Linked DNA regions of Mus musculus: region 2 is linked to region 1. Evidence: chromatin contacts called from public promoter capture Hi-C data. All regions are on one chromosome and are shown on one strand. Each heading gives the region's core, a stretch centred on a gene start, on an enhancer-like site or on the middle of the called end of the contact. The rest is flanking DNA. Distances are from core to core; before and after follow the strand shown.

Evidence for each region. Promoter capture Hi-C pulls out the DNA fragments that hold promoters and counts their contacts.
Region 2: a promoter capture Hi-C map of pre-B cells shows a contact between it and region 1, with 5 times the contacts expected there. The contact joins the promoter of Lrrc28 here to the promoter of Tarsl2 in region 1. A contact is called at or near these places in 1 of 39 promoter capture datasets (pre-B cells), 1 of 484 Hi-C or Micro-C datasets (CD4 T cells) and 2 of 9 other capture datasets (adipose tissue and liver).

Annotation. Positions count from the first base shown.
Region 1 is chr7:65,642,893-65,646,448 of GRCm38.p6, reverse strand. It overlaps Tarsl2 (threonyl-tRNA synthetase-like 2), which reads right to left and starts at 1,551. Exons shown (of 19, transcript NM_172310.2): 1 at 1,235-1,551; 2 at 128-196. The coding sequence starts at 1,504.
Region 2 is chr7:67,643,283-67,646,838 of GRCm38.p6, reverse strand. Lrrc28 (leucine rich repeat containing 28) reads left to right here and starts at 1,603. Exons shown (of 10, transcript NM_175124.5): 1 at 1,603-1,661. It also overlaps a transcript of Ttc23 not described here.

The DNA of each region.
Region 1 (3,556 bases), core at 302-2,801:
TGGCTAACTTGACTCTAAGAGGTTACTGGTGTGGTCCAGACAATTTCACCAGTAACTATGTCCTTACCCTACGTCCCGCAGACCCAGGATTACTAGTGAACATTCCATTTCTACAGCAGCGACTTACCTCCCGGCCAGGCTCACTCTGCTTCAGCCTCTTCTTCTTTGTGTCCTTCTCTTGGTTTTGGGTAGGAGGCTGAAAGATAATGGGAGGCAAGAGCAGTACATGAGAAACCCGGGGAAGGAGGAAACCCAGAGAGCTCACGGCAGGGCCCATGGTTGGAGAGTCCCGGCTGGGCTGTGGGAACCAGGATCTACTTATAACCCTCAGGGATCTGGTTTCAGAGTTCAGCCCTATCTGTCCGAGCACATTAAAACTGGGGGTGTAGCTCAGTAATAGAGCACTGCCCAGTATTCACAAGGCCATGGGTCCCATAGCCTGCAACACACACAGTCTCTGTGTCTCTCTGTCACTCTTCCCTAAACTTTAAACAAATAATGTCACTGGAAATTGTGGCTGCCACCAGACTCTTATTCATTGCACTATTTCATTAGATGTTGCCAGAGCAAAAACAAAACAAACAAACAAAACAAAAACCAAAAACCCCTCAGTTTTAGAAAGCCTTTAGAACTTAGAAAAAAAATTCTTCTAATTTGTTACTTAATAATCTTCTAAAACATGAAAATACTGTAATCAAATACTTCTGTTAAATATACAGATCACATATAGGCCTCAAAGCAAACCACCAAAATAAGACAGTAAAAATAACCTGTCTTCAGATAGCACAGAACCAGCCAGCAGAGAGAATAGAAACTGTTAGGTCCTCTTCTCCAAGGATACTGTGACTCTTAAACACTGAAGCGGCCTTTTAAAAAGTTTTTATTTGAGACAGCGTCTTCTCATATTGCCCTGGCCGACCTGATTCTCAATATTTACTCCAGGCGGGCCTTAAATTCTCAGCCATCCTCCTGCCTCAGCCTCCAGAGTTCTGGATTAGAGGCATGCACCTCAGTTTGATCTGCTACTGGAGGGAAAAAATGTTGTTTGCAGTCTGTCCAATGAAGAGCTGAGAAATTATACCAGCTGGTCAGTTAGGAGGTTGGTGGAAACCTAGCGGTTCCCCAGGCCGTGGGCAGTGGGCAGGGCGCGGGCGGGGACACACCCTGCAGCCCTGTCCGCACCCGGGTGCAGAATTGGAACCCGCTGAGTGCGTACTCCTGGGCCGCCGGTTACCTCGTGCGCCGCCGCTCGCCCGGCCTCGGTGCGGCGCTGCTCCGCCAGGCGCAGCCGCAGGCCACACAGGCGCTGGTGCAGGTCGCGGTTCTCCGCCTGGAGCTGTGCCACCTCGCGTGTCAGGCGCGGGCCCTCGGCTTGGCCCCGCTCGGGCCCGCGCAGCTGCTCGTCCCTCAGGCGCTGCACCTCCGCGCACAGCCAGCGGATGTCCTCCTCCTGCCGCTGCAGGCGCGAGGCCACCGCCTGAGCCGCCAGGGCCTGGGCCGCCATGGTAGCTTCCCTGTGCCACCTGAGCCCGCCAGCCCAGCCAGAGTGACAAGGAGACGGGGCGGGGCGGAGCTGAAGGACTTCGGGAGGCGGGGTGAAGTGGGGGTGCATCACTATATGGGGCGGGGCGATGGAGGAAGAGGGGCGGGGCTGGAGCTGGGTATCCCTGCATGGGGCGGAGCGATGCACGGGCAAGAGGCGGGGCCATATCGGGGCAACTGTGCAGAGGCCAGGCGATGGGCAAAGAAGAGGGGCGGGCTATAGGATAATGAAGGGCGGGGCAGGAGTGATGGGAGGGGCAAGGGTAGGCATCATTTCAGAGGAGAAGCGATGAGACAGCGCGGCATCATCGCTGGGGAAGATGAGACGGCTGAGCAATGCTTCATAAAACAAGGAAAATGGGCAGGGGAGTGTGGCAGGGAGCACGGGCAGGAACACGGCCAATGTTGGGTGCACTGCAGGATTGAGAACTACGCTCTGGACCTAGGCAGCAGGAGTGGGACCACCGGATGGGCATCTTTAGCGTTTGGAGGCATGTCCAGGTGCTACTGGAAGTGTGTTCAGTCTAATGAAACTGGAGTTTGAGATATTGAAGCCCAGAGGAGGTGCGTCTCTTGACCAGATTGTCCAAACCGTTAGCAAAGCCTGATGGATTTCTTTCATTCCCCTCTTAAATTCTTGCAGTCACCACACTGTGCAAACAGGTTCTGAAAAGCGGCCATTGAAAATAGACCTTCATGCCAAGGCTGTGCAAATACAGTGGCACTTGGCAAGGACACACAGAAGAGCACTACAAAAACTTCAGCCTGGCCAGCACAACATTGTTCACTATTTGAGTCTAGAGCAAATGCTGTTTATAACTGTCTTAAGATTATTTTAAGTAGAAACATTTGTGCTATCGGACTTTGGAAACAGTGGTCCGCAAAGAATTAAGCTCTCATCCTGGAGCAGGAAAGGGCTGAAGCCCTGCTGCCCCCTGGGGGAGGAGTTGCCCTAGGAATTGCTGGACAGACTGGAACTAAGCCGATGATGGAGCCACACCTCCACCACTGGCCTCTACTTAAACTTAAACCTCATATTAGCACCCCAATGACGGGCTTGGGGTAGGTGGCTGAACCCCTGTAGCTGTTCATCTTCCCACTGTAACCACAATGAATAAATCTCCTTTCTCTGCTTTTTATTGTTAACTGTCATTTTAATTGGCATGTTTCAGAGGGTTAGCTGAGCTTATGTCGTTGAAACTTCCAGAAGCCAGGCTTTGACTCTAAAGACTCCAGTAATAAGTTCACACATGACTTTGTTTCTCTTATAACCATGAGCAAGAAGCTTCCTGTGGCAAGAACAAAAGTTGGCTTTTACTGTTCTTAAGTTCCTAGAATGTGCCAAGACATGAACGAAGCGATTTGGAAATAGTCACTTCTTAAATCTTCATTAAAAGAGATGATACCATTATACCCATGTATAATGCAGAAACTAAGGCACAGAGGGTAGCATTTAGTCAAACATGTCTCATGATGTAATCTAGGTAATGGAGGCAATAAGAGTTCCAAAATAGGGTTTATCTTGGGGTGGGATAGTTCAAGGGTGAGAAATTACTCTGAGAAATGGAGTCTGGGTAATGTGAGCAAGGTGGACAGACAGGTGGATAAATGTAACTCTGGGGAATAGGTGGAAGGAGCTGAGGAGTTAATCAGATTCACAGATCACTCCCAGCAAGAGATGCCATTGTCTTCCATGTGGAAATTGAAGACCTCTTCTGTGGGAAGAAGAGGCACAGCTGGGTGCAGTGGTGTACATCTGTACAGCACTCCTGGAGGTGGAAGCAGTGGTAGTGGTGGATGGGGGTAGCCATCAGCTTAAAGCTAGTCTGGGCTACATAGCAAGATAAAAAAAAAACTAGAAAGAAAGCAGAAGGGAAGAAGAAAGGGGAAGAGAGAAACAGAGAGGCTAGGATAGCTCAGTGGTGAAGTGCTTACCTTACAAGCATGAGGACCAGAAAGTGATATCCAGCACTGATGGATAGACACAGGTGTATCCCTGGGGGCTTGCTGGCCA
Region 2 (3,556 bases), core at 354-2,853, 2.0 Mb before region 1:
TTTAATTGTTGTTGTTAGTTGAGAGAGAGAGAGTTTTCAGGGCTGGCCATTTGGTATTGGTTAATCAGTTGATGTGCTTTTCCTGGGGGAATACTATTTCTCCTGAGCTCAGCATTCTTTAGTTACCTGTAGTGTCATATTATTTTTACTTACAGATAATTAGATAGATGGCTGGATAGTTAAAATAAGGATGCCTAACAAGAAGCCCCTATGCAAATTAACAAACATCCTTTTGTTTTTGTTTTGTCGAGCCAGGACTGATCAAAAGCTCATCAATTTTTTTTAAAGGACAAAGAATAAGGTTTTCTGTTTGTTTTTAAAAAGATGTATTTATTTTATGTATGTGCATACACTGTCTCTCTCTTCAGACAACCCAGAAGAAGGCATCCGAGTCCATCAGATTAATTAGATGGTTGCGAGACACCATGTGGTTGCTGGAAATTGAACTGAGGACCTCTGAAAGAGGAGTCAGTGCTCTTAACCCCTGGGCCATCTCTCCAACCCCCAAAGGGTAAGTCCTAATGGGGGGCGGGGGATGGATTTGAGACACCTCATGTACATAATGGGTTTCGTCAAACAATAGAGTTAAGTCTTAGAGGAAATTTTAAAGATCGAAAGTTGTTGCATCTCTGTGCACTGCATTTAAAAAAATGTTCACTTTTCTTCCCTGGTACTGGGGCTTGACCTGAGTGCCTCTACTGAGCTACGCACCTGCACCCTTTCTTTTTGAAATACTTGTGATTGGTTTCACCTACAGCCTCAGCCTTAGAGTAGCAGAGGCTTGCTGCATCAGAACAATCGGGTTTTTAGTCTTAAGGTATTCATCGACCGTCTACTTAGCCATACAGGAACTGCCAGGTTATTTCACCAAATTGTGATTGTCCTCAGTTATTTCTCACACTAGGGCCTGTTTCTTTTTAAATTTTTATTTACGAGGCAGTGCCTTCACGTAGCTGAGGCTGGCCTTTACTCCTGTCTCCACTTTCAGATCACTGGGATTCAGGCGTGCAGCACCATGCCTGCGCCACGCTTGTCTAAAGGTAGACACCACCTTCGGCAGCGATCAGTGAGCGTTCGGAGACATTAAATCCGGTGCTTAAGTTCTGCTTGTTGACTCCATTGACTTGCGTTACCTAAGCCCGACGGCTTCTGTTTAAGTCAGACTGGCGGTGGAACAGTAGCCGGAATGGCTGATCGAACAGATGCAAGGCTACACAGGGCGATGCCAGGGATTTAATCGCTCGACGTCGAGTTTGACTGTTGGCAGCGGAATGAATGTGTGACTAAAAGAACTGACTGGAGACGCTGAGGCTGGCGCCATCTAAACAACCCACCTAAACGCTAACGCAGTACACCCACTTTCTGAACACCCAGCTCCAAGCCGGAGCCGGAAGCCAGGACGCTAGAGGAAGTCGCGCTCTCAGCCAATAAGCGTCTGGTTCTGAAAATGACTCTCTCATCCCGCCTATTGTAGGACAGCGAGAACTGAGGCGAACTATCGCGAGGTTTCGTTGCCCTGGCCCCCTTCTTCCCCGAACCCTACTCCAGTTAGCCAGGCCCGCCTCTCCGCAGGCTCCGCCCCGTAGCCCCGCCCTCCCTGTGTTTTTAGACTGCCTACCAGCGCAGCCTGAGCCGCTGAGTGCCGGTCAGCGGGCGCCGAGGTGAGTGTCCGGTCTCCAGGCTCACAGGTCGAAGCCGCTGGCTCGACTCCCCGTGGGGACGCTTCATCCCCGTCGCCACAGAAGCGCCTGGGCCTCTGGGAGAGGAACAGTGGGTTGTCCGGCCTTGGATCCCCACCGCTGCCGTGTCCTCCATGGCCCCTGGTACCAGAGTATCCCGGTATCATCATCTGAGTCCCTGCCCCTGGGCTCCCTGCTTCCGAATTCTTACGACCTTTAGACTCGAACTAACTCGGGCAAAACCAAGACGTCTGGTAGTTTTTCTCCTGGAGAAAACAGCCTTTTACAGATGTTTGTAGTATGCAGTTTGTCTCTGATCTCCAGTGTTAGAGAGCCGGCTTGTGTATTCCGTCAAATTAAGTACTGGGAAGTCAGTTATGGGCTACTCTTTAAAATACCTGTACTTAAAATGGGGATATACTTGAGAGATTATTGTGTTTCTCCTGAGAAGACTGGTGTTGGACTTTCAGAAAACTGAAGGAGCAAATGTATCTAGTCAATACCCGTTACATTATTTACAGTAACCGTGGGCAGGGGGTGACGTTTTGAAAGGGCCAGGAGAACTTAAAAAGGCTGTATTGCCAGTGAGTGCATATTGGGAAGCCAAGAGTACGTTCATCTTTGGAAGCTTTTGGATTTCATTTGCATACACGTAATTTCCGAGTTTGTACGAAGATGCATTTCAGCAGAGCCTAATGATGCTTTTGAAGTAACCGGTGCCAGGTGGAACATTCAGAGAGAGCCATCTGGCTACAGGGAGTGAAGATTTTGAATATGGTTTTTTAGTTTGCAAAAGGGAAACTTTCTTGTGTGTAATCTTTGGCTGTTTTATAAGAATGACACAATGGCTACATTTTATAATTGTAAAAGGCTGCGTTATAGGAAAGGTGGTGCCCAGACTTTGGAGTTAGGACCACCTGCATTTCGGTTGTAGCAAAGTACCTCATCTGTAAAGTGGATTAATGTCTGCTGTGCTGCTTGGCTGTGAAGAATAAGATATTTATGACAGCGAGTTTAAATTGTCTGTGAGTGATCTCAATGGGTAGATTAAAAAAAATCAACCTTGGAACAGTTACTCTGATTTCATCCACTTATTAGCTGTTTGAAAGCTAAAAGTATTTTAGAAACTGTATTATGCAGGCATGCAGAAATGAAGAAACTAACATTCCTCTGGATTTAGGGTTTTACAGACTCTCATCTAAATTGTCCGTAAACAGGTGTGCATATCTATCTAGATCTATAGACATATAATATAAAACAAATAGTAAAAACTGAACAACTGGCTTGCTCTGAGAGAGAGCCAAGGAAATAAATAGTTTGGGATAGGGAGGTGAGTTTAATGTTGAAACCTGCAAGACGAGAGAGGCATTTCCAGCCTAAGAGGAGAGCAGCAACTTCTTGGAGAAGTTTGGTAGCTCCCGGGATTAAGAGAGGTCAGGAACTTGGTGAATGCCACAGAGGAAGCTGGACAGGCAGGTTGGGCCCGATGGTCAAGGAAGCTTTGTAAGGCTTTGCTTTTCTCAATAAGGAGTTGCTAAAGGATTTGTTTAGTAAGACGTACCTGAGAGGAAGAGGTGCAATTATGAGTGTGTTTTCAGAGGCCCATTGCTGTGATTGATACGTAGGGAGTGATGCAAGTGGACATGTGGAGGCCAGGGGCACAGCTAGCCAAGGCAGGAGATGGCGGTGGCTTATGGGTTGGGCAGCTGGAGAGAGATGGCTGGAACTGAGATGTATTTGGAAAGAGAGACCCTGGCCTTGATTGAAGAAACTGTGATGGACAGGAGGTTATCCTTTTCTGACTCCCAGCTGCGCTGCTGTGTGGCTAGAAGGGTGCTTCCCCCACATTTGCTGAGACAGGAAAACCTGGTGATGAG